Regions from separate parts of the Mus musculus genome. Here regions 1, 2 and 3 are each linked to region 4. The links are chromatin contacts, called in public HiChIP or PLAC-seq maps. All regions are on one chromosome and are shown on one strand. Each heading gives the region's core, a stretch centred on a gene start, on an enhancer-like site or on the middle of the called end of the contact. The rest is flanking DNA. Distances are from core to core; before and after follow the strand shown. Region 1 overlaps 1300002E11Rik (RIKEN cDNA 1300002E11 gene). Region 2 holds the start of Ehhadh (enoyl-Coenzyme A, hydratase/3-hydroxyacyl Coenzyme A dehydrogenase). Region 3 overlaps Igf2bp2 (insulin-like growth factor 2 mRNA binding protein 2). Region 4 overlaps Liph (lipase, member H).

What was found. HiChIP or PLAC-seq counts read pairs in DNA pulled down with a chosen protein or histone mark.
Region 1: a contact with region 4 is called in an H3K27ac HiChIP or PLAC-seq map of embryonic stem cells, with 21 read pairs. The contact joins two enhancer-like sites. A contact is called at or near these places in 3 of 39 promoter capture datasets (the SN4741 cell line and embryonic stem cells), 1 of 484 Hi-C or Micro-C datasets (embryonic stem cells), 9 of 115 datasets of contacts at active chromatin or transcription factors (bone marrow-derived macrophages, embryonic stem cells, epiblast stem cells and 2 more) and 5 of 9 other capture datasets (adipose tissue, embryonic stem cells, liver and 2 more).
Region 2: a contact with region 4 is called in an H3K27ac HiChIP or PLAC-seq map of embryonic stem cells, with 14 read pairs. The contact joins the promoter of Ehhadh here to the enhancer-like site in region 4. A contact is called at or near these places in 11 of 39 promoter capture datasets (the 3T3-L1 cell line, 3T3-L1-derived adipocytes, the HPC-7 cell line and 7 more), 10 of 115 datasets of contacts at active chromatin or transcription factors (bone marrow-derived macrophages, embryonic midbrain, embryonic stem cells and 3 more) and 5 of 9 other capture datasets (adipose tissue, embryonic stem cells, liver and 2 more).
Region 3: an H3K27ac HiChIP or PLAC-seq map of embryonic stem cells shows a contact between it and region 4, with 7 read pairs. The contact joins two enhancer-like sites. A contact is called at or near these places in 1 of 39 promoter capture datasets (the 3T3-L1 cell line), 2 of 115 datasets of contacts at active chromatin or transcription factors (both in embryonic stem cells) and 2 of 9 other capture datasets (adipose tissue and liver).

Annotation. Positions count from the first base shown.
Region 1 is chr16:21,805,411-21,810,851 of GRCm38.p6, forward strand. 1300002E11Rik (RIKEN cDNA 1300002E11 gene) reads left to right here. Exons shown (of 3, transcript NR_037958.1): 3 at 3,268-3,630. Among named protein-coding and RNA genes, the nearest start is that of 1300002E11Rik, 14 kb to the left of the region's middle. Within about 2 kb of position 2,656, at least 12 of the 459 cell types and tissues checked have an H3K27ac peak or open chromatin away from gene starts, as enhancers often do. A contact at or near this core is called in embryonic stem cells, where this site is marked.
Region 2 is chr16:21,783,382-21,789,595 of GRCm38.p6, forward strand. It overlaps Ehhadh (enoyl-Coenzyme A, hydratase/3-hydroxyacyl Coenzyme A dehydrogenase), which reads right to left and starts at 4,453. Exons shown (of 7, transcript NM_023737.3): 1 at 4,326-4,453. The coding sequence starts at 4,399.
Region 3 is chr16:22,137,012-22,142,660 of GRCm38.p6, forward strand. All of the region lies in intron 2 of Igf2bp2 (insulin-like growth factor 2 mRNA binding protein 2), which reads right to left. Among named protein-coding and RNA genes, the nearest start is that of Igf2bp2, 23 kb to the right of the region's middle. Within about 2 kb of position 3,585, at least 18 of the 459 cell types and tissues checked have an H3K27ac peak or open chromatin away from gene starts, as enhancers often do. A contact at or near this core is called in embryonic stem cells, where this site is marked.
Region 4 is chr16:21,979,819-21,985,759 of GRCm38.p6, forward strand. It overlaps Liph (lipase, member H), which reads right to left. Exons shown (of 10, transcript NM_001083894.1): 2 at 4,083-4,450; 3 at 1,518-1,626. Among named protein-coding and RNA genes, the nearest start is that of Liph, 13 kb to the right of the region's middle. Within about 2 kb of position 4,548, at least 13 of the 459 cell types and tissues checked have an H3K27ac peak or open chromatin away from gene starts, as enhancers often do. A contact at or near this core is called in embryonic stem cells, where this site is marked.

The sequences.
Region 1 (5,441 bases), core at 1,406-3,905, 180 kb before region 4:
GAGAAGCTTCTTACTGCCTGTGACTGACTTTCTTCTTCTTTGACCCCTCCCCTGAACCCGAAACTCCTCACATTGATCTTTATGACCTTGCATGTAGAAATACTAGCTACCAGTGAAAAAGCCCAAGAGACACTAATTGGATATCTTGACTGTCCTTGGTCTGTATGCCCTGCCCTTATGAATCTAGTATCTGCCACTGGCCTTTCTTTTCTACCTTCTAAATACCTTTAAATTCCCTCTTTTAGGTCTAGCCTGTACCTTACTCTGTTGTCAGATTTCCTGAGCCTCTGTAAAAGCCCCTCGCTTGGTTCTCTATATTTACTCTCCTTCCCTTCTCTCATCTCGCTGCATTCAGAGGAATCTTCTTTTTGATCCTCTGCTTTAAGTCCTTGATGTTTTATTGCCTCAGGCCGCTAAGCAACAGCAGCAGTGTCCCCTATCCCACGTTTCCCCCTTGTGTCTCTGACGGTTTCAATGAGAAACGACCCTCATTGAAACCGTTTAGGACGTGCAGTCCTGCTGGGGGAAGTTTGTCACTGGGGGAAGCATTTGAGAGCTTAAGGCTCCGTCCTACTTCAAGTTTGCTCTCAGCTTGGACTAGTGGTTGAGATGAGAGATGCTAGCTTCTTTTTTCCTGCCTCTGCTGCCATGCCCTTCCATAATGGACTCTTAGCCCTTTGGAAATGTAAGCCCAAATAAACTCTTTCTTTTTTAAGTTGCTTTTAGTTGTGGTGTTTTATCATAGCAACAGAAAAGTATCTAACATAGCATCCTAGCCCTGTTTATTGAACTCATTCTACCAATCTTTGTCCAAATAGTTTTTCCTCCTTTTGTGTGTGTGTGTTTTGTTTTGTTTTTGTTTTTCAAGATAGGGTTTCACCGTATAGTCTTGGCTGTCCTGTAACTCGCTCTGTAGACCAGGCTGGCCTTGAACTCATAGAGATCTGCCTGCCTCTACGACCTAAGTACTAGGATCAAAGGCATATGATACTGCCACCTCTGGCAAATATTATTTCTTAAAAGAAGCCTTCTCCCACACTTCAGACGAGACGTCTCTCTGCCATTGTTTCCCCAGTCTCCCCCCCCCCCCCCCCCCGCAGAGTACATCATTTGCTTACTTTCTTGTGTGTTGATTGTACCTACCCCAGCAGACTGGTCATGATGGAACCAAACACTGGCACGTGTTTTATTTGCTACTATATGCCCAAGGCTGGGCAATGCCTAGAAGGTAGTAGAGATTAAGTAAGCTTTTATTAACCAGGTCTTCCTGTGTCTACTAGTTGTTATCTAGTTACTTTAACTTCTTTTAAATACCCTGAGTAATAGCTCTTTCTGTATATAAACCTTAAACCTTATCATAGTTTCTCAGGGCCTTACCTGATTGGTCACTACTGTCCCTCAGGTTTTTGTAGTTCATTTTCTAACAGACTACTTGAGATGGCTAATGTTGATAGCCAACTTGGTAGCATCTAGAACCTCTTAGGAAACACATGTCAGGGATCATCTTGGTGATCTTATTTGAAGTAGGGGGACCCCCCTGTGGGCATCTCCATTCCATAGGCTTGCATCCTGAACTTCATGAAAGAAGGCAGCAGGCAGAGGGCCACCATTATCATCCTGTTCCTCCTGACTGTGGACACAGTGTGACCAGCTGCTTCAGGCTCCTGATACCATGATTACCTTGGCACAGTGGACTGCACTCTGGAACTGTGAGCCAAAATAAACTCCTCCCTTAAGTTGCTTTTATTATCACAGCGGTAGGAAGAGTAACTAAGAAAATTGATACCAGGAAGTGAGGCCTTTTATAGATAAGCTTGAACATATTGCTCCTAGGCCTTTGAAACTAGTTTGTGGGAAGAATTGGGGAGGAGTTTAGAACTTCAGACAAGAAAAAACCCTTGCATATTTTAGGCAGAAGGTAATGGGTCATTATTCTGGGAACTTTGGAGAGGGGAACAAGAGAAATGCAGACAGTGAAGTCCTGAGGTTTCAGAGGAAAACGAGAGGACTCAGTCATGAACTGGGCAGGGGCAATTCATGTGACCTTTCAGCAGAGAGTCTGGCTTCATTGTGCCCATGCCCTGGCAACTTAGTCAAGTAGAATTTAAAGGGAGTAGATCAATTTGTTTGGCAGAAAAAAATCTCAAGACAGGGTTGCAACCAGGCTGGTGCTGGGTCTTGCGCGCGCTCAACTGGCCAGGAAGAACGACGTGCAACAGGATCCTTCTGCACACGTTTATTCAGTCCTGTTTCTTCTTTCTCTATATCTCCCTTGTTTATATCTCCCCCGAACCCTGGGCCTCTCACTCTTTTATACTCTCAGTTCCCATCCACGCACAGCAGGCCACGCCACCTCACCAGGCACGCAGCTTCAGCTAATCAGGGCAGCAGGGGCATATCTCCATCAAAATGGATTCACCGGTATCCGGTACACCTGCGCAGCTCTCAAGATGTTTGTGGCTTATATGAGGAAGTCAGGTGCAAGTCATACGACTTAGCTGCAGTCCCTGGCGCCTTTGGGACTGCCGCCACACCCGCTCCTCACAGCTGGGGAAACAGTTGTATTGTTAAAGAGATCAGTCACTGAAGAGAAATCTGAGTTGCACCTGACAATAGAAAAGGCCCTGAAGGCAAACCTCACCCACCAGACTCCAACTTATCAGGATACAAAGTCAGTCAGAGGAAGTCTGAACTGAATGGGTTCTTGATTCCTTGGGAGCAATGGCCTAGAAGAGTCCCTTGGGGTCAGCTCAGAGAAGCTGGTAGATCTATGGTCCAGGGAGCCAGGACATGTCTGGAGTTAGCAGGACTTGGCGTTGTTGTCTACCTGGTACAGGTTTTGAAATCAGTGAAAGATGCAAGATTGAAGAGGTGGTGGATTCTTGCTCCACAGTTTCAGAGAGCAGCCGAGGCCAGGTAGTGTGGCAAGGTCATAGTCCCACAAAGGGCCTGAGAGGCTACTGCCTGAAGCTGTGAATGTTGATGTCAGACCCATGGGACATCTGACAGGGAAAGCAGCGTCCATGGAGTGAAGCTACTCAAGGGAGAAGTTGAGTGTGCCTAAGTGGTACGTCCGGAGGGATGGGGATCCCGTCACCCCAATGGCAGACTTGGTACTGCAAGCTTGATGTCTTCTCTGTTGGGTTTTAGGCTTGCTTTGGGCATGATTATTCTCTCCTATGCCTTCATTTCTCCCTTTTGGAATAGGAATGGTCACTCATGTCATTTTATTTTGGAACTATGTAACTTGTTTTTTTTATTTTCTAGGCACTCACAGTTAAGAGATTACCTCAAATCTGAAATAAGGCTTTGGACTTGTGAACAGTATTGGAATTGTTGAAGAATATGGGGACTTTTGAAGTTGTCCTGGACATATGTTTGCATTATAAGATGACAATGAAGGCTGCCAGGAAAACTCAGAAAGTATTGTATTACCTTTTGACTTGAGTTCAATCCCCAAAGCCAAAGTGTGGAAGGAGAGAGCTGATTCCTGCAACTTCTTCTGACTTCTATAGCACTCACATATATCGGGCACATGCATGAGTATGCACACACACACACACACACACACACAGATCGAAAATAGTTGTAATAAAAAAAATTAAACAGATGGTCATGAAATTCTGGAAAGATGGGTTGAAAGGTCCATGGCTTCAAATTATTGTGTTTGGATGTCAAGTTTTAAAGGATGGAGTTGTGGTTAGTGTTGATTGTTAACTTTATAGCATCTAGAACTTTCTAAGAAACAAGCCTCTGGCACACAGAGATCATCTTGATATGGTTATCTGAGATAGGAAGAGCCTGCTATGGGTGGCTCCATTCCTTAGGCTTGCACCCTGGACTTAATGAAAGGAGGACGCAGACAGAGAGCCAGCATTTCCCGTCCTGTTCTTCCTGTCTGGACGCGGTGTGACCGATCGGCCACTGTGGTGCTCCTGATGCCTTGACTGCCTTGGTACGGGAACTGTGAGCCAACATAGACTCCTTCCTTAAGTTGCTTTTCTCAGGGTGTTTATCCCAGCAACAGATCAAGCAAGTAGGACACTGGCTGTCTTAGTCAGGGTTTCTATTCCTGCACAGACATCATGACCAAGAAGCAAGTTGGGGAGGAAAGGGTTTATTTGGCTTACACTTCCATACTGCTGTTCATCGCCAAGGAAGTCAGGTCTGGAACTCAAGCAGGTCAGGAAGCAGGAGCTGATGCAGAGGCCATGGAGGGATGTTCTTTACTGGCTTGCTTCCCCTGGCTTGCTCAGCCTGCTCTCTTATAGAACCAAGACTACCAGCCCAGAGATGGCACCACCCACAAGCTCCTTTCTCTGTGATAACTCCAGCTGTGTCAAGTTGACACACAAGCAGCCCGTACACTGCCCCAGGCACACCTTTCTCTAGAAAGGCCAGAGATTTCTCCTGAAGCTTTAGGAGCTCTGTGTGAGATTCGTTACATGTCCCGCGATCTGCTCTCAGATGACTGCAGTAACCACTCAGCTTCCGGCCTCCGGGTCTGTGAGTGGGGCTCTCTCCAGCCGTCTTACTTTAGCTGCATGGCATCTTCGTCCCCTATGTCTTCTCTGCTCCCTATGTGTTCATCTCAGAGTGACATCCTCTTCACTAGTATTTCTCCAGGAATGAAGTGTGACGCCAGAGACACTCAGAACGTGTTTATTAAAGGTGTGTATTTAGCCTGCACTAAGAGGTGTGTATAGATCCATGACCCAAACTGAGCTTCTTATATTTAAAAATTACTTTAAAGAGTGCATTTAATTAATATTCTGCTTTGTTCTGAAACACTTGAAATAGCTATAGTACTATATGTACCGCACTATCCTGTAGTAACTATAGTGTTGGGAAGACATATGCAGACAAAACAAAGAGTGTAGTAGTCATTTTAAACTGGGTAATGTTTATAGGCAGGAGGTCCTACACACTGACAATGGGCAGGTTGTACATTGGAGTCTTTGAAAGTTATCTTGCTCAGATACGACTGCACTGGAGTCACGAATCTTGTTCTGTGGAACCCTAAAAGCCTGTTTGCCTAGAAGGAAGCTTGACATTGCTATTCTAGAAAAAAACCTGACAATGGGCCTGCTCATTGTCAACAGCTTGCTCACTCAGAGGTGGCAGTCACCAGAACCAGCCACTGCTGATGTTAATGTCTAAACATTCCCAGAGTTGATGCAAACTTGGTGACTGGATAGTTTTGAAAGTCATTTGTCAAAGATATTAGCCAGCATGTGGATCACTCCAGGTCCTCCTGTTCCAGCCACGAGGAAAGCAAGAGTACAGGAGTTGTGCCTGCCTGCTGCCTGCCTGCCTGCCTGCTTGCCTGCTTGCCTGCCTGCCTGCCTGCCTGCTTGCCTGCTTGCCTGCCTGCCTGCCTGCCTGCCTGCCTGCCTGCCTGCCTGCCTGCCTGCCTGCCTGCTGCCTGCCTGCTGCCTGCC
Region 2 (6,214 bases), core at 3,203-5,702, 200 kb before region 4:
ACCACACTTTCTATCCGTGGTTGGCTGGTGTGAGCCCAGGGATACAAAGGGCTGGCTGTTTTTAAGAGATGGTCTCAGTTTGCACTGGCATTAACCTTAGTCAGTGTTAGGAGAGGACAAGACTTCTCTCATTCCAACCCACCCTTCCTCTTGTGTTCTTCTAGACCCTTGAAAAACTCAGAAGTGGGAAAAGGGAAATGGTTGTAACTGATACAGTTCTATTAAATTCAGCTGACTGAGAGGTTCCAGCAAGGTAAGGCACAGGAGATCTGAGAAAGCACCTTGACTCTCCCCTGTCCCCCACCCCACCCTCTGCTTTGCCCCCACCCTCCCACCTCTTCTGAAGTCAGGTGTGTAAGTGGTGTCTAGAGTGATGCTAACATTCACTGGCTGAGAAAATAGCTCAGTTAAAGTACTTGCCACAAAAGCAGCAAGACTGGAGACCAGAACTATATAAATGGTGGGTGGGTGTGGTGGCCAGGAGACAGGGACCCTTGGGGCAAGCTAGCTAGCTAACTTGACTAGCCGCATTGGTGAGCTCTGAGTTCAACTGCAAGACTCAGCCTCGAGCGAAGGTTTACAAGGTCAACCACTGCCTTGTACACAGCACGCAGGTGTAAGTGTACCCTCACACACATGTAAGTCTGAACGTGCGTGCATGTATAGCACACCTAGATAAAGATTTAAAAAACAAAACAAAAGAAAACCAACCAACCAGACAAACAAACAAGCAAGCAAACAAACAAACAAAAACTCAAGATACCATTTTGTGAGCACTGGCCTAAACCCCTCAGCTTCTTTGACCATGGCAGGATTTTCCTACTGATTTTTTGTGGGGGGTGGGGTTGTTACTTAAACCAAAGCTTCTCAAATCAAACTAGTGACCTACAGCCAGCTTTGTTGTTGTTGTTCTTGTTGTTATTTTAAATAAAGAAACAAAAAACGAGAATATTCTAAAATCTATTGCATGTAAGGATTGGCTGGGTTTCAGGAAATCCTGTTTTCAGTGCTACATGTTGTATGCATGTGTGCATCTTCAAATTTTATGTATTTAAATTAAATTTAAGGTTTTTGTTTTAACTAAGTAGATTATAGTTATCAAAAAAAATGTTGAAAACCATTGCTCTGTGAGATAGTAGTTAGGAAGAAACTGAACCTTCCCAGAATGGAGAAAAACATGATTGCCCTCTCTAACAAGGAAGGGTTTTAATTGTTGGGAAAAGAGAGTTAGACAATTTACAATACCTCATTCATGTAGAAAGAGATAGGTTCCTGCATAAAATTAGAAAGAGGGGAAAGAAGGTGGGAAGATGGGAGAGAGGGAGGGAGGGAGGGAGAAAAGCAAATAATAATAATAATAATAATAATAATAATAATAATAAGGTAGAAAACAAGTATGCTAAGCTGTTAAAGTTGGTGAACAATTTACCTAAAATTAAAGTTCAGAGGAAAACATGGGAACATGTAGGGTCTAAGAGAAAAAAAGATCTCCACGAGGCTGAAGCAAATACTGAGCAAGGGGACTACTGCAGGGGACTGACCACAGGCTACTCAGAGATACAAGGAGGTCCTAAAAGTGTGGAGTCATTTACAATACAATCTCCATTGCATTTACCTTAAGATTTCTCCTGATTGGGGAGGGACATAGCAGGCTAAATGCTAGGAACACACCAGAGAGTACCAGCAGGAGTGGTTGTGAGACTGTGGGACATTTCCCTCCTGACCTCTTGATGGACATAGTACTCAGGATCAGAGAGTTCAGTAGAATCCCTCTATCAAGTAATCCTATCAGTACATGAGCGCCCCACGTGGATACGGAGCCATATTGCTTATGCTTTCTTTGTGAGATCACGTGCTGTAGCCACTTCCTGGTTTCTGGGCTGAGATCAAGAGTGAGACTGGCATGATCAATAATTTGCTTCTGCCCTGCCCAAAGTAGCCAGTAATTTTTGCACATTATGTATTAATCAATGCCATCCTTCATATTAACATAAGTACAGTATTAAGTCAAGTGTGGTGGCACATACCTTTAATTCCAGTGATTGGGAGACAGAGGATAGTGGCTCTCTGCAAGTTCAAGGCCAGCCTAGTTCACATAGCTAGTCCAGGTCAGCCAGAACTACAAAGACGCTGTTACAAAACAAACAAACACAAACCCAAAACAACAACAACAAAAACCTCTCTTGGGGGCTGGTGAGATGGCTCAGTGGGTAAGAGCACCCAACTGCTCTTCCGAAGGTCAGGAGTTCAAATCCCAGCAACCACATGGTGGCTCACAACCATCTGTAACGAGATCTGACTGGAGTGTCTGAGGACAGCTACAGTGTACTTACATATAATAAATAAATAAATAAATCTTAAAAAAAAAACTCTCTCTTTTTTTTTTTTTTAGCCTCCATGAGTACCAGGGCATGTGATACACAGATATACTCTCAGGTAAAAGACCCATACACATAAAATAATAATAATAATTAAGTTTAAAAAATAAAATCTAATAACAGTGTGGTTTTAAATCTCAGTTAAAATGAACATGTCTCCTCTTTTCTGTTGTTTGTTTGTTTGCTTGCTTTTAAGATTTTTTTTTTTTTTTTGAGACAGGGTCTGAATAGATCAACAGTTCCTTCTGCCGCAGTCTCCTGAATGCTTCGATTCCAGGTGTGTGCCACCCCGGCATCTGTTTGGTTTTGCTCCAGCAGCTGGTGGTGGGAATTTTCAAATGGCCTATGTTTACTTTATTTATTCTGCTACTGTGCTGCTAGTTCCTTGGGATTGACGCATTCCCTCCCGAAGGGGCTAAGACTGGGGACGCTAAAGAGACTGACAGGGCACTGAAAGCTAAACACATCTACTGATGTTTAAGACGCCCCAGGAAGCTCAGAAACCTGTAAGTTTCATAAGATCCGTCTCCAAAGTTACAGGAGAGAAGCAATTGTGAGGAGGGGGCTCCTCACGAGTTGGGGTGGGCTTTCCAGGGGTTCCGTTGTTTCAGAAGCAACTATACTCTTGTAACTGACCTCAGTAAAGTCACTAATCTACCGAGCTAGACGTGGGTGGAATCCTTTACTTGGCCGGTCACAGATGCCCTCTCTCGGGTGAACGGTTAGTTGTTCTCATCCATTGTACAGGACTATTCTCCCAGCCAAACTGCTGCAAGTTTGGCTTGAGCCTGTTTGCCAAAGATCGCCAATGCTGGGCTTGTTGGTGGTAGACTTTCATAGAAGGACTGGACCAGAACACTCTGATTATCCAGCCACCCCTCTTTGCCCTAATTGTACCCTTGGGTCTCTAGGAAGGACTAGAGGATATAGGTAGGGAAGGATTAGGGGAGGGAGTTCTTTATTTATTTTTTTTTTCTTTAGTTTTTCGAGACAGGGTTCCTCTGTGTAGCCTTGGCTGTCCTGGAACTCACTTTGTAGACCAGGTTGGCCTCTAACTCAGAAGTGCTGCCTCCCGAGTGCTGGGATTAAAGGCGTGCGCCACCACGCTCGGCTGGGGAAGGGGTTCTTAACTGCCACGGGGAGTCATGATCTTTGCTGGGGAGGGCTGATTCCAATGTGGCAGTTCTAAAGTCACTCATGCTCCTGTCCCCGCCCTCCCCTCCCCCAACCTGCCCCCAGCGCACCACCCTGTTCTGAAAGTAAGCCTAAATCCATTGCATTGGTCCCCTGCAGAGTGAACAGGGCTGGAACTGTACCTAGGTTTGTCCTTTAGACTGTAAGGTCTCACCTGAGAAAAGGGTTTTAGCAAGGTCTCACCAGTGAAAATTATACAGTATCTGTCACAATCCTGTCCACCACTTCTGCAATGTATGGGTGACTCCTCCTGAGGCTAATATAGAATTATACTCTATTCGCCGGTGATATGGAGTGAACAGGGTAAATGAATATCATTTTTTCAAGAAGACAGATCTCATTTATAATAGTAATGTGCTAAGTGCATTGCACAGGAGGGCACTGCAGGTGGTGTAAATGAAACTTCAGCTTTTCAGAAAATACTATCCAGTAGGCCTCCTCTGACAGGGAGAGTTGACACTCAAGGCACTAAACTCTGCTTTTCTACGAGTCAGCTAACTATAGCTTTTGGCATCACAGAGACGCTGGGGTTGCAAGCCGGCAGTAAGGTTGCAGGAAGGGGTTCAAGCAGACACTTGCTGCATCAACCTCACCTTTGTAAGTTCCTGATTCGCCAGAACCAAACGTGGGCCTCGCAGTGAGGTCAACAGCTGACAGAAGGAAGGCCGGAGCCAGCTGCTCATTGGCCCGCCCTTCCAGCTGAGACAAGCCCCCTCCTAGACCCGCCACACCCCACTGTCCGGGCGGTGTTACCTGATGGCATTGACCGGTGGATTGCAGAGGCGGATCATAGCCAGGGAGTGGGGCAGCCTCAGATACTCAGCCATTTTCTCAAGGTATCCTGCGCCTCTGATGTCTGGGGCAGCCCGGGGCTCCTTTTCTGGGCCGCCCTGAGAGGAGGGGCGTGCTCTGAGCCAATGGGAGCCGCTGCTACCGCCTCCTGCCCCTTGCACTTCGTGCTCCCTGGGGCGGGCTGCGCTCCAAGGAGCGCGATCTTCCTATGCTTCCAAAGGGAATGTCCACAGGCAAGCCAAACTGCTGGGTCACACCACCAACGTCAATCACATGTTCACAAAACAGCCATTTACCAGGGCACGAAGCCCCGGCCTTCTCTAGTTCTGTCCCTCCTAAAGGCTGGGATTTTTCACAGTTCATCCAGGAACTGCACACATATTATGGGCTGGACGTAGGCTGCAGCCTGACAATAAACCATGCCTTGTCTCTTCCCTCTAAAACAGCCTGGGGCACGGTCCTTCCAGCTGCGCATGGCTCCTCTTGGTTGCCAAAGTCCACCAAGTGGACAGAAGACAGTGTGCAGGTTGACAAGTAAAACCGTACTTGTAAATCTTCACTGATGTTTCACAAGTTTTAACAATGTCTAAATATTATTTCTAGGAATGTTACTTCTAGGTATGGTGTCTAGGAGAAATCAGTCCCAGCATCCTAGGAACCTGAGCAGGTAGAGTTCAAGGTTTAATAGCACTGAGTGGCCTTATTACACCCCACCCCCTTGGAGCAAGGATCGATAATAAGCCCTCTTTGGAGTCATCTCAAGACACTTTATAATCTCCATCTGTAGGACTCGGTCACTGGCCATTAGGTTTGCACTTTTATTTTAATTGAGCACGGAACTTTCTGTGGTGTCTCCCACAGTGGGTTCTTGGTGAAGGCTTTAATATAAATCCATTAAATGGCTTGGATGTTTACAGTTGGCACCTCGGTGGGAGCAGAACCAGCGAAAGGCAAGTAAGGCATTTAGGGAACAAAGTTCAAAGGGCAGTTCCAATCAGGTTCTGCCAGTGCTCCTCAACAGCAAAGCCTCCTATCACTTAGTCCCTCTGTAAGTGGCAGAGGAATAGGGATACAGCTAGGTGGCAGCACAGTGGGTTCTCTTTTCCTAATGGTACAGAATTGTCTACAAGCATGGGTTCCAAAGTTGCTGAGTTCATGGATGCCAATTAAGCAGGTTCTACCGTGTTGCTGTGTGTAGATAGTCTTTTGATCTTCCATATCCTTCTATTTTACTTATTTTGTCTTACAAATGTAACCATACTTTTGGCTACGTTCCTGGATTACCTACTATCTTTCTCCACCCCAATCCCTTCCAACCCCACAACACTAGGTCAGTCAGAAAGAGAGTTAGAGGGAAAGGGGGCGTAGATCTGTTTAGACTACTTTCTGCTGATTAAGGGCATCAAGTTCCTTAGGGGCAAGTCCAGTCTTTGTCTTCAGGATATCCAATTTCTTCTTCTCATCTTTGCTCACAGCAACAGGAACCAGCAGCAGCAGCAGTGGTGGAGGCAGCAGCGGCAGCAGCAGCAGGGGGGCAGCAGCCTCCACAGCTTCTGGGTCTCTGGCATTTTTATACCCTTTCAAGAGTCCACAGAATTCCAAATGTAAACTAATTTTTTTTTTTTTTTGGCAGAATCACACCCCTGCCAGAGCATGAGACGAATCATAGTCAGCTGCTGTGAGAGCAACCCCATATTCCACACCTGGGACTAAAACAAAACATATTCACACACCATAACTGTTTTCAAAAAAGAAACAAAATTCTTACTACATACACAGTGCTACTTCATAGGATATCACTGTCTTAGGCAAGCACCTCACTCTTTCACTGTAGCAACTGTGTCATCTTA
Region 3 (5,649 bases), core at 2,335-4,834, 160 kb after region 4:
GTGGGTTTTTCCTCTATGAAAACCCTTCCTCGGGAGAGAGTAACGTCTCCAGCCTGGGCAGTTAGGAACGGTCCTGAGGGTGAGTGCCAAGCATCTGGAGTGTGGTGTTGTCTCTTACCTGGAACTCCGTCTGCATTTAACTCAGAACACACTGTCAATTAGGGACCTTGATGATAATGGCATGTTGCTCAGTAAGGGAAGTATTGTTTGAATCAAACTATTGTAGCAACGGTTTCGTGGCAGGTGTGCCCTATTGATACAGAGCCAGATACAGATACACACTGACAGTCTTAGAGCCACTGCTACAAAATTGCCACAATTCAGTGCTTCAGTTTAAACTGTAACTCAGGTTATGCAAAGTGCTGTAGACATTCCAAGGCAATTACCAAATAGATTACCACTAGAGAAAACCATTATCATCTAGCTTGGTCTTTGTGATGTTCTTCTAGCTCAGAAGCTCTGCTTCTGAAACTTGATGTGAGGAGCATAAATTCCTTAACCAGAAACCGTTCTTTTGGCTTTCTGAGATGTCCCACTATTTAGCACAGGCTGGTCTCCACAAGCTGTAATTGCCCTGCCTCAGCCTCTTCTTACAAGTGCTGGGATTAGAGGTATGAAGTCAGCCACCGTGTCTGGTAAAAACAGTGGTTTCCCCCACTTACACTTTATTTACTTTATATGTGTGCATGCGCCACAATTCAGGTATAAAGTCAGAGGAACAATATGGTTCTCATCCTCTACCATGTGGGGCCAGGGGCTGGAACTCAGGTTCAGGTTATCAGCATGATTTCAAATGCCAGTCGCCTACTAAACCATCTCATTGGCCCAGAGGAAGGAAGCTAGCCTAAGCCCTAATTCTAGGTCTGTCAGCAGCCAGCTTTGTGGGCAACCCATCTGACATTTGTTTTCTCTCTCACCAAGTACAAGCACACACACCTGCTGGGCTCTAGTCTTCCAGCTCTGTTAGTCTGTGACAAATCCCCTTGCCTATACACATGCACAGAGGTCATTTGAGTGCGTCCTAGATGGTACAGTGAGAGGCAGTAACTTCCCCAGCCCTTACAACCTTTCGGGCAAGGCAGGTAGGTGTCATAAGGCAGGCAGGTATCGCGAGCACACACACACACACACACTCTCTCTCTCTCTCTCTCTCTCTCTCTCTCTCTCTCACACACACACACACACACACACACACGATATGTGTAATCTTTAAATACTAAGAAAAAAAAAAGCCTAAAGAAGACACTTCACATCAACCCAACCTCTGGCCTCCACACACACTCATGTCACACACACTTTCCAGAAACCCCTTGTTCTTCCTGTCTCTAGCAGCCACTGCTGGATCCCCCACCCAGAAGTAAACTGTGGAGAAGCCATTCTTCCAGACCTCCTGAGACAGTCTGAGAAGCCCAGGCTCTCCAAATCTTTCCTATCCAAATTCTCCAAGCACAGTATATTAAACACTAGACTCAGAATCTGTTGCTGAGATGACCCACATTTTTTCCCTCACTGCTGAGACCTCTGTGTGTGTGTGTGTGTGTGGGGGGGGGGGGTGTTCTGAGGGGTGGTGCAACATTCATATTGTAAATTACTGCAGATGCCTACAATTACTGTGGCGTTTACTTCATCACATGTTCCAGGCCCACTCTATGATTTACTCTATGTTGGAGCCTTAATAAGGAAGTTAGCACTGAAATGTGACCCTGTGACTATGGGGAAATACCACTGCTTTACAATACCTGTATAATTCATTCTCTCTCTCTCTCTCTACCTCTCTCTCTCTCTGTGTCTCTCTCTCTCTGTCTCTCTCTCTCTCTCTCCCTTCCTCCTTCCCTCCCTCCCTTCCTCCCAGGCACACCTGCATCCCAGCATACATATGGAAATCAGGGACAACCTCAGGTGTCAGCCCTAGCTTTCCACCTTGAGCCCGGCCAGGTTCTCTGTTGTCTTCCCACTCTGTACACCACAGTAGAAGCCAGCAAATTCCCATAAAGTCTCCTGTCTCTGCCTCCCATCTGCCTCCCAGGAGCACTGGGGTTACAGCTCCCAGTAGGCATCTGACTATCTGTGTGGATTCTGGGTTTAATCTCAGGTCCTCAGGCCTTTAAGACAAATGTGTTTACCCACTGAGCAATCTCTCTACCCCTGCTTTGGGGCTGGGGACATGGCTCACTAAATAAAAGTGTGAGGAGCTGAGTTCCAATCCATCACCCCACATAAAAGCTGGGCAGGGCAACCTCAGTTGTACCCTCAGATCCCCAGAGTTTGCTGGCCAGCCATTCTATCCTGCTAGATCACTGAGCACCAGGTTTCCTGAGAAAGCCTGTCTCAAAAAATGAGGGAAGGAAGCAACAGAGGAAGACACCCAACGTTGACCCCTCACCTCTGTACACTCACACACAAGGGGGGGGGGGGGTGTCTCTGTGTGTGTGTGCACGCACGAGCACTCCCAGATATATACCCACATACACTTAACTATTTCTAAGATTCCTATGTTTCTGTTAGTACTTTGCCTACAGAGATGTCTGTGCACTACGTTCATGCCTGGTGCCCAGAAGCGGGTGTGAAATCCCCTATAGCTGGAGTTTCAGATAGTCATGAGATTCCATGTGAGTCCTGGGAACCAAACTGGGTCCTTGGTAACCACTGAGCCATCACTCCAGTCCCCACCCCAAGCTACTTTTCTAGGGTGCTTTCTCTTGGGGTATGTTTATAGTGTGATATTATGCCTGCTCAGCAAGACCCAACTAAACAAACAACTTTAAGCTTTTCTTTACTAAACTTTCAGGAGGTGGACACTTCAGAGGACAACTGGAAGTGTGTTCTAAACTTCTGGCCACCCATATCAGTACTGGCTGTTACCTACACAAAGCTGTGCCAGAGCCCAGCCCCCCAAGATCAGGTGGGCTAAGGTCACTCCCTACATACTTAGGATGTCCGTCCAGATGCACTTATACGCCATCAGCAGCTCTGATTCAGTATACTCTTTGCATTTATATTTTCCACCCCAACTCCAACTTTACAATTCTAAGGAATCCCCCGCCGCCGCCTAGTACAGATGTGCCTGGCCCACAGGCCACACTGAGAACCTTCAACTCAGCCTTCTCTGTTTAAAGAGCATCATTGTTATCCTAATTTACCTCCTTAAAAGATTAACCTACACCCCTGGAGCTCCTGGGGACTGGGCCACCAAGCAAAGAGGTTCCATGGAGGGACCCTTGGCTCCAGCTGCATTTGTGGCAGAGGATGGCCTTGTTGGACATCAGTGAGAGGAATGGCCCTTGGGCCTGAGGGTGTTCGATGTCCCAGTGTAGGGGAATGCCAAGGCAGGAAGACGGGAGTGGGTGGGTGGGTGGGTGAGCACCCTCATAGAGGCAGGGGGAGGAGGAATGGGATAGGGAGTTTCTGAAAGGGAGACCTGGAAAGGTGAAAACATTTGAAATGTAAATAAAGGAAATATCCAATAAAAAAATTAACCTACACTTTGGAAAGGCGTGCTAAGGTTTCAGATTGGTTTTCAGCAGTGTTGGCAGAGAAATGGGGTTTTCCCTGTGTGGTGATTGATGCAAGCCTGCAATCCCAGCAATGGGGAAGTAGAGGCTTGAGTTCAAGGTTCTTCTCTGAAACTATACAGAAAAGTCAAGGCTAGCCTGGGCTACAAGAGACTAAAACTGAACAAAAGCATTTTCTGCTTACCTGTCAATTTAAAAGGGTAACAGCTTTATTAGAGTATACTTTTCCCTAAGAATGGTACCAAAATTAAACTGTAATAAAGCAGATACAATGTATTTCCATCCTTGGGGATCCCCGCCCACAGCCAGTCTTGAGGAACACACACCATGAGTGCCTCATTCCTTCCTGCTCGGGCTGTAAACAGACACATAGGCCTATGACTGAGAGCATAACTGAGATCTGGAGAGAGCCACTCAGGGCCAGAAGACACTTGATGTAGGACAAGACCTTTTAGATGGGCGTTCAAGGAGACTATGGGGCTGAAGGGAGCTGCCAATTTCCCTGCGTTCACAACGACTTTTACAATGCCTCTGCAATTTACTGCCTGCCCCACGAGCTGACTGGACCTTGTCCCCAGCCATTTCGGGAATGATCATGCTAATGATGCATGCTAGTTTGAATTCTAGGCTGACAGGCTCTCTGTTTTTCCTACCTTTGGACTTTCCAGTACTAATCCAATGCTTCCCATTCAGAAATCCCTTGCTGAAGGTTTGGCAGTAAATGATGAAGAGGATGTATGTGGGAAACAGGAACTGCATCCTGGGGGTATCCACAGGTTTTGAGTATCTTTTGTTCTGAACAGTGTCCCATCCCAGCCTTAACGGGCTACAGGCATTTAGAAGCGTTCCAGAGGGGGAGTTCTGTTCCCCAGTGGTGTAGCCTCTGCAAGCTGCACAAGAGACTACCAAACACAGTGGAGCACACACAGAGACGTGAAAACAGGAGGGGGCCCAGTGGGGATGAATGGGTTATTTCAACACAATACAACATCACCATGAGGTAGAGAAGCCCCTTTATTCCCACCAGCAGACTAAAGCACCAGCCACAATGTTTGAGTCTCTAAAAGAAATGACCTGGCTGAGACTCGATGCCTAGAATGAAACTGTTTCCCAAGGAAAGCACTCATAAATACCTCTGTGGTGGTTTGAATGAAAAAGGCCCCCATAGACACCTATGCTTCAATACTTGGTCTCCAGTTGGTAGAACTGTTTGGGAAGGATTAAGCTGCTAGGGCTTGCTGAAGGAGGCGTGCCACTGGTTTCAAACAACTCCTACCATCCCCAGTGAGCTCTCTGCGTGCTGTGTGTGGTTTGAGATGTGAGCAATCAGCTATTCCTGTTGTGATGTCTTTGATCCACCACCATGGACTCCCAACGCTCTGAAACCACAAGCCCAAGTAAATATTCTTTCATAAATTGCCTTGGTCATAATGTTTTTAATCATAGCAACAACAACAAAAAAAGCAACTAATACAACCTCTCCATTAGAGCTCAAATAACTTTAGATGTTAACTGGTATAACGCTTGCTCTAGCAAGCTGATGTGGAGGATACAGACTAAGATTTCAAGCCCTGCAAGCCTCTCTTGCCATAAGGTCATCTTAGTCCCATGAATGCAAACCTTTAGACTCAATCTCACAGAGTGGGGCTGGTGGCTCATACTTGACACCCCAGCACTCAGGAGCCTGAGGCAGGACACCGACACAATGAGAAAATCAATATCCCACCATCACAAAGAAGGCACTTTAAACCACACCAGAGAACAAGCTAACTAAACACATTTCCAGAGCATTTGTACAGCACTCACACCAGAAACACGTCATATTTTTACTCAAAGAGAAAGCGTGGTAGGAGTTTAACACAGCCAAGTCTGACAAACACCCGGGCTGGAGTATGTCATTGAAAGTAGTGTTTTAATGCATCTGAACAGGAATTATCACTGCCTTCCTTTTCAACTAGTTTCAACTGACGATGCAAACTGTATAAGTGAACCGTATCCATCCAACTCAGGGAAACCTAACTTTCTTGAATTGCTTATGTTTTCAGAGTGGTGGTTCAGATATTTGTGCTGAAGGACACATGGGAAATGGAACCTACTTCCTGTGGCTCCTAGGAGCTGGGAACACAAACTGAGGCTC
Region 4 (5,941 bases), core at 3,298-5,797:
AAATAACAATGACTTGTGTCCAATCACAAACAATACAGTAACTGTTAGGTCCCTGTAGCCACTGGACACTTGAAATGAAGCCGGTGTGAACTGAGATGGGCTGTAGGTGCAAAATAAGCATTGGCTTTTGAAAAGGAAGGTTCAGAAGGAAGAAAAAAAAGAAAGAATAGTGAATGTGACAGATCACATTCCACCCCGTGACCCAGTGAGCACACCCAAGCAAGAACACTGAGACTCAGAATTCTCCCAACGCAGCTGGGACTAAATTTGAGACTCGGAGATGGTGAGGAGAGAACTGGGGGCATCCACGGAGGTAGACAATTGATTTGTGGTCAGGAAGTTGAGTCCAGGTCTGGGGGTAGGTCACATGGGATAGAGTAGCAGAAAGCCTGGTTTGGGAAATTTCTGTAATTAGAGTCTAGGAACGCTGCAGTTCACGTGGTCAGGAGGGCACAGGGGAGAACGTAGCATTTGGGTAGAATGAAACTCTTGGTTTAAGGGTACATCTGGTCCATTTCTTCCTAGCTCTGTGATCAGTGACCTCCAATTGGCAATGACATCATTAGTTACTACCAAGGAAATCAGCATAGAAACCAGCAATTGTATAAGCAGTCACTTATACACACAGCATGAGAAAGATACCGTTCCCTCTATCAGAAAGGGATTTCCAGGGTGGGGCAAACCCAAGCCTCTGTCCTTCTAAGTGAGAGTGTCTGTCTGTCTGTCTGTCTGTCTGTCTCTCTCTCTCTCTCTCTCTCTCTCTCTCTCTCGTATAGACACTGCTTTTAAAATATATAGTGATAATAATACATTCTGAACTTTTAAAACTACTTTGGTTTCCTAGAAAGGTAGAGAAATTAGATAATTAAGGTAGCCTTGGCTTTGGGGAAAAGTAAGAAAAAAGAATCCAAGACAAACCCGGGGAAGCCATGCCAGCAAGTTGGGTGCAGGGAAAGGGATTTGGGGTGAGAGGTTACCACACCCCCCCATATGGGTTCGGAGTCGTTTACATTTCCTCCCCTCCTACACACTTCTGTCTTACAGTCTCCCTAAACTTAAAAGCCTGTGCATGAAGACGAATCCCGGGAAAGGTGAATGATAACCTCCTGAAAGCTGGAGCCCACCCTCAGGCCTGGGAAGAGCTGTGGAAAATTCCTCAGCTCTAGACAAGAGATCCAGAACGAGTCTTTGTTCTTTAGGGTTTGGCCTCGTTCAAATCCGGTCTTTTCAATCATGTTTGCTAGAAAGCTGATATTTAGCCACGAATTTCCCGTCTCCTTTTCCGTCCATGAGTTTACAGTCATGCCTGGTGAGTTGCGCTCTGGGCACAGATAGATCCCCATGAGATATTGGAAGGGGGTTACCATAAGAAAAATAAGGTCACCACCAAGCTTTTCTGTGACATACACAGTTTGCAAAATGTTCTACGTGGGCTGAGGTCAATATTGCCTGTGTGGTGGCGCTCTCCAGAGAGCACCTGCCCAGGAGAGACCCCTGATATCCGACAGGAACCTTACCTGTGACTCTCCCCAGCTTCCCCTCATACGACTCGCCAACAAATCCAGCTATGTGGGCTCCTAGACTTACTCCAATCATGTAAATGTTGTCCAGAGAAGCTCCTTTGACCTAGAAGTTCATTAATAAATTGTAAGAGTTCAAGAAATTGACCACACTTGCTGAGATTTCCTGCTTACTTGGAGGGATTTTCCCAAGTGCTTTATATCTGTTCTCACTTGGGCTATCTTGTGTGTGGGTGGATATGCATGCACATCTATACATTTATTAGTAGAGGTCAGAGGTCAAAGAGTCAGGTGTCAGGCTGGAGGGATAGCTCAGTGGCTAGGAACACTTGTTGCTCTTGCAGAGGAGCCAGGTCCGATTCTCCACAACCACTTAGCAGCTCACAACTGTATGTAATTCAGTTCCAGGGGCTCCAATGACACCTTCTAACTTTTGTAGGCACCAACACATGCGTGGTGCACACATATACATGCAGGCAAAATACTCGTATACATTAAAAAAAGAAGAAAGAAACCTTTCTTTTTAAGTTAGATGTCTCCCTCAATTCCTCTCCACCTCATTTTTTTTGAGGCAGGGTCTCTCACCAAGCCTGGAGTTAGCTGATTTGGTTAGACTAGCCAACAAGCGCTAGGGAGTCCACTGTCTCTGCTTTCCTGGGTCAGGGATTACAGGAATGCACTGTTTACTGCTGTGCCCAGAGTTTTCATTAGGTTCTGGGGGTTGAAATCAGGTCTTTTTGCTTGTACACCAAGTGTTTATCAACTGAGTCAACTCCTAAGCCCCTACTGTCTCATTTGAATGTCGAAAGAGGGCTGGAGAGGTAGCTTGCCTCCTATATTATAAGCCTTAGGATCAATCCCACCATGGAAGAAAATGAGGGGAAGTTGCAGCCTCCGGCAATGTCAATACAACTCCTTTAATATACAAATAAGGACATTGAAGCCCAGAGTTGAGGTCATCTGACCCAGTGGGGAGGGTACAGAGCAGGATTCAAACCAACCTGCTAGCCCCAAATTTGTGTCTTTTAGTGTCTCCACTCCTGACACTTCCTGCTGGAAGCCAAACAGAGACATGTTTACGGCTTCCAGATAGGGGAAGAGATGGTAAAACACTTTGATGAGCTCCTAATGGAGTCACTGTCCCAGGGAAGAAAAGGTGAGGGAAGGTAGACCTCACTGACCACAGGCTGCAGGCAGCTCTCTCTGAGCCACCAAATGTCAGCCTGCTTGCTGGGGAGCTCACAAAAAAACTCATGTCACCACCAGCTACAGTGGTCACCACATGGGGATCTCTTTGAAATTGCTCTTACTTCATGTGATATTGGTTTGGTTTGGTTAAGACACAGCCTCTCGTTGTAGACCTGGCTATTCTAGAACTTGCTCTTGAAAGGAAATAAAACTTGAGACATGTTATTCATGTAATTTATGTCAAATAGCCCAAAGAGTTGTTTGTGAGCTTTGAAACCTGGGGCTAAGAACATAGCAGAACAGGCCAGGACATGCCTGGGCAGGCCTGTCGTTACATGTCCTGACTGGCCTAGTGCCTCCCTATCTCCCGCCCTTCTGACAGTCTGTTGATGTTTAAATGGACCAATCATGTAAAACCGCGCCAATTCCTCCCCCAGCCCCACCCCTTTTCTATAAAAGTCCCTAGCTTCCAAGCCTCGGGGTCGAAACCACTGTCTCCTGTGTGAGATACGTTTCGAACCGGAGCTCCGCCATTTTGGCTCCACCATGTGGTCGACACCTCTGTCTCCTGCGGGAGATACATGTTGGCCCGGAGCTCCGTCATTAAACTACCTCATGCTTTTACATCAAGATGGTCATCTGTTCGTGATTCTTGGGTGCGCGCTGAATCGAGAATTCGGGAATTGAGTGTGGGTTTCCCCACTAGGTTCTTTCACTCTGTAGACCAGACTGGTATTGAACTCAGAGATCTGCCTGCTTCTGCCTGCTTCTGCCTCCTGAGCCCTGTGATTAAAAACTTGTGCCACCACACCCTGGCTCATGTCACATCTTTGTTATGTTAAAGTCGGTGGGGCACAGCTCTTGAGAACAGTCTCTAAATAAAAGCTAAGGTCCTGCCTTGGGAGGCTTTCTAAAAACATTGACTGTCCCGTTTCACTGTGGTTGGCAATAATCTGGACATTAATAGCTTGGTCTTTTAGCTGAACAAGCTACAGACGTTGAAGGAGGTCCAGGCGTTTAAGCTAACAACTCTAAGCAGAGCCCCTCCTACTCAAAGACACCCACCCTCATGGTAGTAACAAAATGATGCTCCTTTCACAAGGCTTTTTGTCACTAGCTACAGAAGATTATGCAGGACTTAAGATCTAAAACATTTAAAACGAGAACATTGCTCCATACCCCTTTGCTGTGGGGATGGACAACCTGCAGGGCCACACCCTCTTCCCTGGGTTTATTCGGATTCGCACAAGGTTACAAAATGTTAAAAAGTAGCCACCCCCCACCCCCTCCCCACTCCCATCCAACCAAGTGATACCTCTTGGTTTTAAGCTTCCAAACCAGCCACCAAGGTCATCTCAGACAAGTCTTTCTTACCAACATCTGGTCAATAAATTCCTTCAAAATAGAAGCTACTTGTCTGGTCTTGCTAGACGCATGGGGGTATATCACAGTTGTCGCTCCTCGATTCCAATCAACAACCACTACATTCATCTCTTGTACACTGATCAAACTCTGTACCAGCTCCTCTATCCAAACCGGAGGGGAGCCTGTTGGCCGGAAACCGTGGATTATAAAAGTGGTTTTCTTGGTCACATTTAAGCTCCCCAGAGCTGTGGAGTTGATGATCTGTGCACAGGTCTGGTCTCTCTGTGTGTAGAGCATCAGTCTCACGGAGAGTCCTGTACCAACCACCGCGCTGTGGAAGCTCAGTCTGGTGAAGGACGGGCATGTTTCATCCGTGTCTGGAAATGAGAATTAGACGGCATCATGCAGTGCCTCCTAAGCAAGACAGTGCTGTGATCCCCTCCTTGATGCTCTTACAGTCCTCTTTACACCGCCTCCCCACAGCGCCTCCCCACAGCGCCTCCCCCACAGCGCCTCCCCACAGCGCCTCCCCCACAGCGCCTCCCCAGAGCCTGGAGCTAGTTCAGTGATGGTGAAAAAGTCATACTTAATCCAGTATTTTTTTTTTAAAGAAGATTTATTTATTTTATTTTAACATATGTGAGTACACTGTAGCTGTCTTAAGTCACTCCAGAAGAGGGCGTCAGATCTTGTTATGGATGGTTGTGAGCCACCATATGGTTGCTGGGATTTTGCTCTTAACCGCTGAGCCATCTCACCAGCCCAATCCAGTATTTCTAAGTAGTGATTCCTGGTTTGTCTGGACATCTTTCCCCAGACTCCTTCAAGCTCAAAAGCAGAAGTTAGCTCAATGGAGCTTCTACAACCCTCCCAGCCTTAAGTACATCCTCATTAGCCCGCTCCCTCAGAATCTGTGAGTGCCTCACTTACAGCACACTGAAATCATCTTTCAGGGATCTATTCTGGGTACTGGGTATGGGTGTGTCTACCCTGTGAGACCCCATTCTCCTTGAATGGTAATTTCTAGGCTGTGTATCCTTGGAGAGACAGAACACAGCCAGAGAGTCGGCAAAGGAGTCTCCATGGTCTCTGTGTAGAGCCCTCTCCTGGGAGGATGGTCAGAGGGTGGTCTGCCCTGCCCTGAGCATCTGAAAACGCAGACCATATCAGCTGGTGCTGAGCCCCTTTTCTTCTAGGCTCCTCAAGCTCTCCTTTCGAGCCTTCACCCTGCAGAACAGTCTTGGAAGAAAGGAGGACTCACGGAAGGGACAGCACAAATGTAGAAAGAAGGTCTTCTTGTTTCAAAGGCCCACACTTGGCCTGATCCTCCCCCCCACACACACACACACACACACACTTCTCCCCCAATCTCTCTGCCTACAGATCAGGATGTAGCTCTCAACTTCTCCAACACCATGCCTGCTATGCCTGCCCTCATGCTCCGCGTCATGATGATAATGGACAAACCTCTGAAACTGTAAGCCAGCCCCAATTGAACACTTTCCTGTATAGGAGTTGCTGTCCTGGTGTCTCTTCACAGCAACAGAACAATGACTAAGAGAGTCATAAAAGGGAAAATACCAATTCTTAGAAAATCTAACTAAATATAACTAAACATTTAAAGGTAAAGGGCCAAACAAATGATTCAGAAAATATAAACAGCTAACTGACGATGAAATCTGTGTGCCAAAAATGTTAAGAATAAATCAGTCTAGGGCTGCAGAGTGGGTGCACTGGTTGAGCACAGGCTCAAGGCCAAGGAACCAATGGGTAAATCTGCACAGAGGTTTGCTTCTGCTCTGTGTGCTCTCCTAGTCTTGTAGCTTTTTCAGTTATTTCCAAGTAAACTTAAAAGGAAAGGACAAGGC